2 separate regions of the Hordeum vulgare genome follow, and region 1 is linked to region 2. The links are chromatin contacts, called in public Hi-C maps. All regions are on one chromosome and are shown on one strand. Each heading gives the region's core, a stretch centred on a gene start, on an enhancer-like site or on the middle of the called end of the contact. The rest is flanking DNA. Distances are from core to core; before and after follow the strand shown. Region 1 holds the start of LOC123404511 (protein RGF1 INDUCIBLE TRANSCRIPTION FACTOR 1-like). Region 2 has its middle 94 kb from the start of LOC123401955.

Region 1 (3,546 bases), core at 702-3,201, 160 kb before region 2:
TTTGTGCTAAAATACCGAATATAGATCAAAAGTGGATCAAATTTACGTAGAAACTGGATCGAAAGCGCTGGGGCGCCCTTGGGTGGGCGGCTGGAAAACCGGGCCCCCACGCCATTTTTAACGCTAATAGATCCTCAGACAAAGCTATTTGGGACCACTGAAGGTCGAACGGCTGCAGATGCTCTGACCGTGAGACCACACGAAGAGGTAGAACGGCACCGGGGAGAGAACGAGGAACTCTAGAGCGGACTGCTACTTGTTAATAACCAGGCGTGTCCAGTACATTCAGTCGCCTTAACTATACGTATTACTTTTCAGATCAAAGTCCCTCATTAGGTCAAAAAATTGGAGCCAACTTATTGGCACATTTGGGCTATACTACACGCGATTTCTTAGGACGTAACGTACCAGCATACCACTATAATAGCTCAGGCCCGTAGACGGGGGGACTGCACGAGCACAGAAAACTCTTATCAGGAATTCGGCCATGTATATGTGCCGTGACGCTTCACGCAACACCAATCCGTCCGTGCCTACGAAACTCGATACAACTCAGCAGCATGGACTCGACTCGACTCGAACTCGAACTCGAACTCGGTGGGCGGAACAAAGCTGCCCCCGACATGTTAGGTTGTCAACGCCTACCGTACCTGCGATTAGGCGGGCCCCGCGGTTTAGCAAGTTGGCTCCTTGTTTAATCCCTCCTATAAAACAAATCGAGACGACGCGGACGTATAACTGCTTCGGGACTAATCTACGCGGTGCAGCATTCCGAGCTTTTTCCCTGTGACCTGACAGCGATCACCCACGATATCTTGCACGCACCGAGTAGATGTCTACAATGCTCTTAGGAGCTGACACGTTGCTTCGCACATGGATCTTGCCACGGAAGAAAAGCACAATAATAGGCAGCGCCCGCAACAGCACAGTGGACAAAAACGTGTGCCCGGTGGCCTCCTCAACGGCAGAGATCAGTGTGTGCACAGCGGTAGCAGCTATCAAGATAACTGGGACGTTACAGGAGTGGGTGGGCAGACCGCCGTGCACCGGTAGCATCATCTTGCCGAATCGGTGACGGCAGAGCACGGCCCGGCTTAGGTGGAAAACGGAAAACGAACGGACAGCTCGAGAAATCCGGGCATGGGCGGTTCCATCCATCCATCCATCCATCATCGCCGGCCGACGGCACTAGAGAAAAGGCGACGGCCCTGGTTCCAGAACGCGGGGAGCATCGAAGGGATATGGTCCTCCGTTTTTAAATATAAGTCTTTTAACCGTTTTCATTAAAGGAATGACTACATACAGAACAAAATGAGTGAATCTATACTTTAAAGTATGTCTATATACATCCATATGTAGTTTTCTAGTGAATCTTTAAAAATACTTATATTATGAAACGAAGGGAGTAGTATATATGGCGGTATACGCATGCATGCACGGTTGAGGATGCATCCGATCCCTTTCGATCCACTTGCTTGCGCGGGACTGGCCAATGGGCGACGCATTTGGTGCGGCAATGGCGTCGTTAGTGGTAAACTTTTGTGCCATTTTTCTTTCTTCACTTTTGGGAGCTGAGAAAACGTGGGCTTTCGCTCTGCTTGCACCGCCTATTTTGGAGCTGAGAAAGACAAGTGTCCGGCGAATGCAATGGAATATCCCAGAGAAGCATCCACGCGGAGCGAAAATACAACTAAAAGCGGGTGTGTGCCTCTGCGTAGCACTGGCAAAAGAAATACGCTCTGTTTAGGAGAGGAGTGATCACAATTTCCCACCGGATCACGGGGATGCAACCCGAACCGGAACCGCGACGGCGACGGGCTCACAGAGAAAACGCGCCTCTTTGATGGGACTTCAGAGCTTGTTTGTGTAGGATTTGCGATTCGACCGGTCGCGACTCGCGAAACGGCCCGGGCCCGCGACGAGTCGATAAGAACGGGCCCTAGAGCTCACTGTCAAGTACGCGCCGAGTCTTCCTCCTCCCATTCTTTTTTTACTTGGCACAAGCCACAGGTGCTGCACTACTTTTCCTCGGTCTACAAAGCCTTCGCGCTCCTGCGCCGGCGAACTGCTTTCTTGCACAGCATTTCTTCCCTCCCCTGCCATCTTGCATCCACATTCCTCTCCTTTCGCCGGCCGAAGATGGCAATAGACCACGCATCCCCTCTCGCGCTCAAGAGCGGCGGCGCCACGGTAATTGATTTCTTGATGCTTGTGTCCCTCCTGCTATGTGTTCTTGGTTCTCGTTTGTTCATCCTAGACTAGTGGCGGCGCCGGGTTGAAGCTGAAATGTTGGGTGTGCAGGGAGGAGCGGAGTGCGACGAGGAGGCGGGGAACCAGCGGTGGCCGCCGTGGCTGAAGCCGCTGCTGGCGACGAGCTTCTTCGTGCAATGCCGGGTGCACGCCGACGCGCACAAGAGCGAGTGCAACATGTACTGCCTCGACTGCATCGGCGGCGCGCTCTGCTCGCTCTGCCTCGCCCACCACCGCGACCACCACGCCATCCAGGTCAGTGGACCATTCATGCACGCGGACGCCCCAATGCCGGGGTCCCGTGTCCGCCTTCTTTCCTCCCCCGTTCGATCGATTCATGCCGGTTTTCATGGTGACTGACGATGCGTATGGACGAACGGCGTGCGGGGCAGATACGGAGGTCGTCGTACCACGACGTGATCCGGGTGTCGGAGATACAGAGGGTGCTGGACATCACCGGCGTGCAGACGTACATCATCAACAGCGCGCGCGTGGTGTTCCTCAACGAGCGCCCGCAGCCGAGGCCGGGCAAGGGAGTCACCAACACCTGCGACGTCTGCGAGCGCAGCCTCCTCGACTCGTTCCGCTTCTGCTCCCTCGGATGTAAAGTATGTAGTATATGCGCTTCTCCTTACAATCCAAGCTTAATTTGGCCATGGCCTGCTGCATTGCAAGATTGTAACCAGCACTGCATCTTGTGCTCCGCAGATTGTAGGCACGTCCGGCGGCCACCGGCCGAGGAAGAAACACGGCGGCGTCGGCGGCGGCGGCAAGAAGAAGAAGAGAGCGGCGCTCAAGGACGCGCGGTCGGACTCGGAGCACTCGTGCACGAGCACAAGCGGCGGCAGCAGCGACAAGAGCAGCGTGGTGCAGAGCTTCTCGCCGTCGACCCCGCCGGCCACCTCCAGCAGCTACCGCGCCGGAAACAAGCGCCGCAAGGGCATCCCGCACCGGTCGCCGTTCGGCAGCCTCATCGTGGAGCTCTAGGACGGCACACAGAGCCAAGCGCATGTCTGGCCTGATCAACGCTCTAGCCTACTGTATACGTGACATAGCCAAGAAGGTAATAGCTGCGCGCCCTGAACGGCGATGAGCCGCCGTCGAGGGGCACACACTAATACTATAGCGTGGTACTTCCAGTTTCGAGTTTTAGCTAGTTACCACTGGTAAAACCCTAGTGTCAGACTGTAAAGTAACTTGCAACTCCATGACGACGACCAAGTTTTGCAATATACAGTATACTGTAGTGTACTCCATGCGACTATGACCATATGGTTATCGCACTAGATCGTAAAT
Region 2 (3,712 bases), core at 500-2,999:
TTGCCTTAATTAAAAACGTCTGAACACTAGGTGAACTTTTTCTGGAAAGTTATCAAAAAAGTTTAAAGTTAGGCTAAAAAGATTACAAATCATGTGAACACTATGCCTTACACATAGTAGCACACCCGAAAGTAAGAGGCCACCAAATCCTATATCCGTTCAGAGTTTTCTTTTTGACCGATGGGAGAATATCATACGAAAACCAACATTCGATGAAAATCGTTGAAAATCATATGAAAAATACATTTTGAAGTTTCAAAAAAAGTAAAAAAATATGAAATGCTAAAAGGATGACGTTTTATAGCCACGCAAAATTTCAAATTGATACAGATTACGGGATACGAGCTATGAAAAAGATCAAATCAGCTTTGAATAGTGCCAAATAGTATTGTCACTATTTAGGCTGAAATTTATCTTTTTCATAGCTCACATGTGGTGATGTGTTTCAACTTGATACTTTCTGTGACAATAAAACATCATCCTCTTAACATTTCATGTTTGTTTCAGATTTTTTCAAAACTTAAAATATGGTTTTCACAAAGTTTTTATTGAATATTGGTTTTCTAATGATATTCTCCCTTGCCTGATTTGCGCAGCTAAGAGGTCAAATTTCTATGATGATCCCCCAAAGTTTAGTACCTGCAGAGATTCTAAAACGTCTTACTGCACATATGCTGTTCTGGGACCGCAACACGGCAAGACTACCTAATTCCTCAGAATTCACTGTCACTGTAAAAAAAAAAACTAATTCCTCAGAATTCCTCAAAAGAAAAAAAAAGAAAAAAACACGATTGCTGAGAACGCTATACTTCACGGTTCCTGCTCGGGAAACGAATCTCTTCATCTAGGGATGAAATTTCACACTATTGCTATCCGGAAAAAAGAAAAAAAAACGTAACGTTATCAAATCTGTTAGCAAACATGAACTCAAAAAGGCTAAAAAGTTGATGGCAACGTTCGGGGGTAGAATATGCTTAGCTTTTTCAGAGGCATAACTTTCACGTCGACTGATTATGCATTTATGCTCCGTAGGCGGTCTGATTTTTTTTAGCTATCCCTCCCAGCAACTTTAGGCCTACGGTAGTCAGCCTGACAGCAATTGCTCGGCTTTGCTGGGAGCGTACTGTCCGACGTGGTTCAATAATGCTTGGTAGTTGAAGCATAGGTTCCTTTGCTATCAGCCCATAGAGAATGTGTTATCCTTGTGGTTGTATTCGATTTCACTTCCTGCTGCTTAAAGCAATCAGGGCCGCCATGTTGAATTTATTTATTTTTTTGACGTGCAAGGCAGGTGCACAGCTAATTTTATTAAAAGAGAAGAAACAAAAACAGAGTGGTTCGGTTTATATGAGAAACTAGACCGAGAACTATACATCAAACGATTGATCAAGGGACAATTGTGCAAACACCCACAACCATGTCGACATCAGCCTACTTAAACTTCATCATCAACATGCCCACAACCCGAAGATGTATGGGTGAACTCTTCGACGTCTTCAAAATGGGTAAATTAAGAGAAGATGGCTGGCTCAAGTGTGCGTCTCTGCAGCTTTAACTGTGGATCGAATCCGATCACTGCCACGCGGAGCGCCTCTGCCTATTCTGCACTACCTGCAACTACATTGCCTTCGCTTCAAGCATACTGCCATGGCTGCTTTCTGCTCTCCACGCTCTTCTTAGAGAGACACCATCTGTACTCCTCCTCGGTTTTCAGCTGTCATTGAACCCATAATTTGCATTATCCATCCGATGCCATTTTGCTCTCAGACAGTAGAAGATACCGGTAGCTTCCGAACAGACGTAGCCATGTGAAAGTGACACATAGCTCCACATTTTCTCTTTTTCATAGTGCATCGATGCCTTTGCTTATTTTATTGTGCAAAGTGAGGTCCAGCGAGTGGATCCACCCCTTTAACACCTCATTAAGGCCAAGGAAAGTCCAAACTCAGTTGCCCTTGTCCATGCTTTTCCTTTTCCAGAAAGGTGGTGATTTGGTTATCCCACTCGTCATGTATCCGATCACTGTGTTCTCATCGTTGCCATGATGCTGTTAGTTTATTGGCCAATCACTAAAAAAGTTGTTCAACGTAAAATGAACCTTGTATCACGCTCCTGACTAATTCCTTCACCTTTGCCGCCCTTGTTGTTTTTTCACGTCTGAAGTCTTGTATTACATAGTCATGCGGACAAATTTATTATTTTGACCCTTTTTCTTAACCTAAGCACGATATAACCTTATGTATAAAAAAAAATCGGATCTAATCCTTTTTCTACCGTCGTCATCTTTGACGGTAGGGTAGCACATCCTACCGTCAAGGCCTTTGACGGTAAGACTTACCTATGCCGTCACTTTTATTTTATACGAAAAAGACCCTACCGTCATGGTCTGTGAAAGTAGGATGTGTAACCCTACCGCCATAGTTTCTGGCGGTAGGGACCTGCATGTAAATGTCATCTTATTATAATTGCACGCAGGTTTCTGAGAGAGTCCGGGATTAAGGGGTCCTCGGTCCGCTTACTTATTTTGATGGGCCGAACTCATGGGATGTCTTGTAATTAATAGTAGAACCCGAATTATGAGATGTACTGTGTCCGAAACAGACTTTTTCGAAGACTTGGTATGCGCTCCAAGAAAAGACGATAATCGACACGTTTCCTTCTTTTTCTAATCGATATCGTGTAACCCTAATACCCTGGTATCTATATAAACTAGAGAGCCTTAGCTCATAGGACAAGTTAAGATCATTACTTCTAAGGTTTTAGATCACAACATACGATCTTGAGGTAGATTAACTCTGTACTCGATACTCCATCCTCAATATAAACAAGAACGGGACATAGGATTTTACCTTCATCAAGAGGGCCCGAACCTGGGTAAACATCTTCTCCTTCGTCTCCTGTTACCATCAAACCAAGATCCACAGTTCGAGACCCACTATCCGAGTTCTGTCGGTTTTGACACCGACAGTCCCTACCGCCACAGACTATGGCGGTAGGGTCTATTTTCGCGATAAACGGACATGACAGTTTAAGTAAGTCCTACTGCCAAAGGCCTTGGCGGTAGGATGTGCTACCCTACCGTCAAAGACGATGATGATAGAAAAAGGGTCAAATCCAAAATTATTTTACACATAGAATTAAATCGTGCTAAACTAACAAAAAAGATCAAAACAGTGAAATTACCTCGCCATGCTCAACTTTTATCAGTTTAATCTGGAGGCAGAGTGGCACCACAGCTCCCCAATCCAAAGATATTATTACTGCAGTGCTGTGTAACCGTTTTCAGAAAGTGTAGGTGAACAAGATCACACTATAAATGTACAGCGTCCTTGCCCATACTTAGAATCATTTGTTTGTGGCATAAATATATTCAAGTTCACTGTAGCCACCGTGTTGTTTTGTAGCGTAGGCCATTTGCAGAAACAGGACCATCTGTAACTTGTGGCAAAATTGACAAAAATTATCCCTGAGGGAAAGAACTTACGGAGTGACCCTTCGGGGAAAATATGTCACCCGGCTGACCCATTTGTGTGGCGCCCGATACCTAGGCGCCACACTACACTGTGTGACGCCTAGCCGTTCGGCGCCACACCCTCCGACCACCTGGCAGAGAGGGCCCACCCCCAGACCATGTGACGCCTAAGCCTCAGACGTCACACATTGTAATGTGTGGCGCCGAGCGCTTAGGCGCCACACAATGACTTATACAGCC

The links. Hi-C and Micro-C count contacts between places; a contact is called where the count stands out from the background.
Region 1: a contact with region 2 is called in a Hi-C map of leaf, with 2.6 times the contacts expected there. The contact joins the promoter of LOC123404511 here to the enhancer-like site in region 2. A contact is called at or near these places in 4 of 6 Hi-C or Micro-C datasets (leaf and seedling) and 1 of 1 datasets of contacts at active chromatin or transcription factors (embryo).

What each region holds. Positions count from the first base shown.
Region 1 is chr6H:451,676,333-451,679,878 of MorexV3_pseudomolecules_assembly, reverse strand. LOC123404511 (protein RGF1 INDUCIBLE TRANSCRIPTION FACTOR 1-like) reads left to right here and starts at 1,951. Exons shown (of 4, transcript XM_045098441.1): 1 at 1,951-2,190; 2 at 2,302-2,505; 3 at 2,643-2,858; 4 at 2,959-3,546. The coding sequence starts at 2,140. The coding sequence ends at 3,237.
Region 2 is chr6H:451,520,053-451,523,764 of MorexV3_pseudomolecules_assembly, reverse strand. No RefSeq gene overlaps it. Among protein-coding and RNA genes, the nearest start is that of LOC123401955, 94 kb to the right of the region's middle. Within about 2 kb of position 1,749, at least 3 of the 3 cell types and tissues checked have open chromatin away from gene starts, as enhancers often do. A contact at or near this core is called in leaf and seedling, where this site is marked.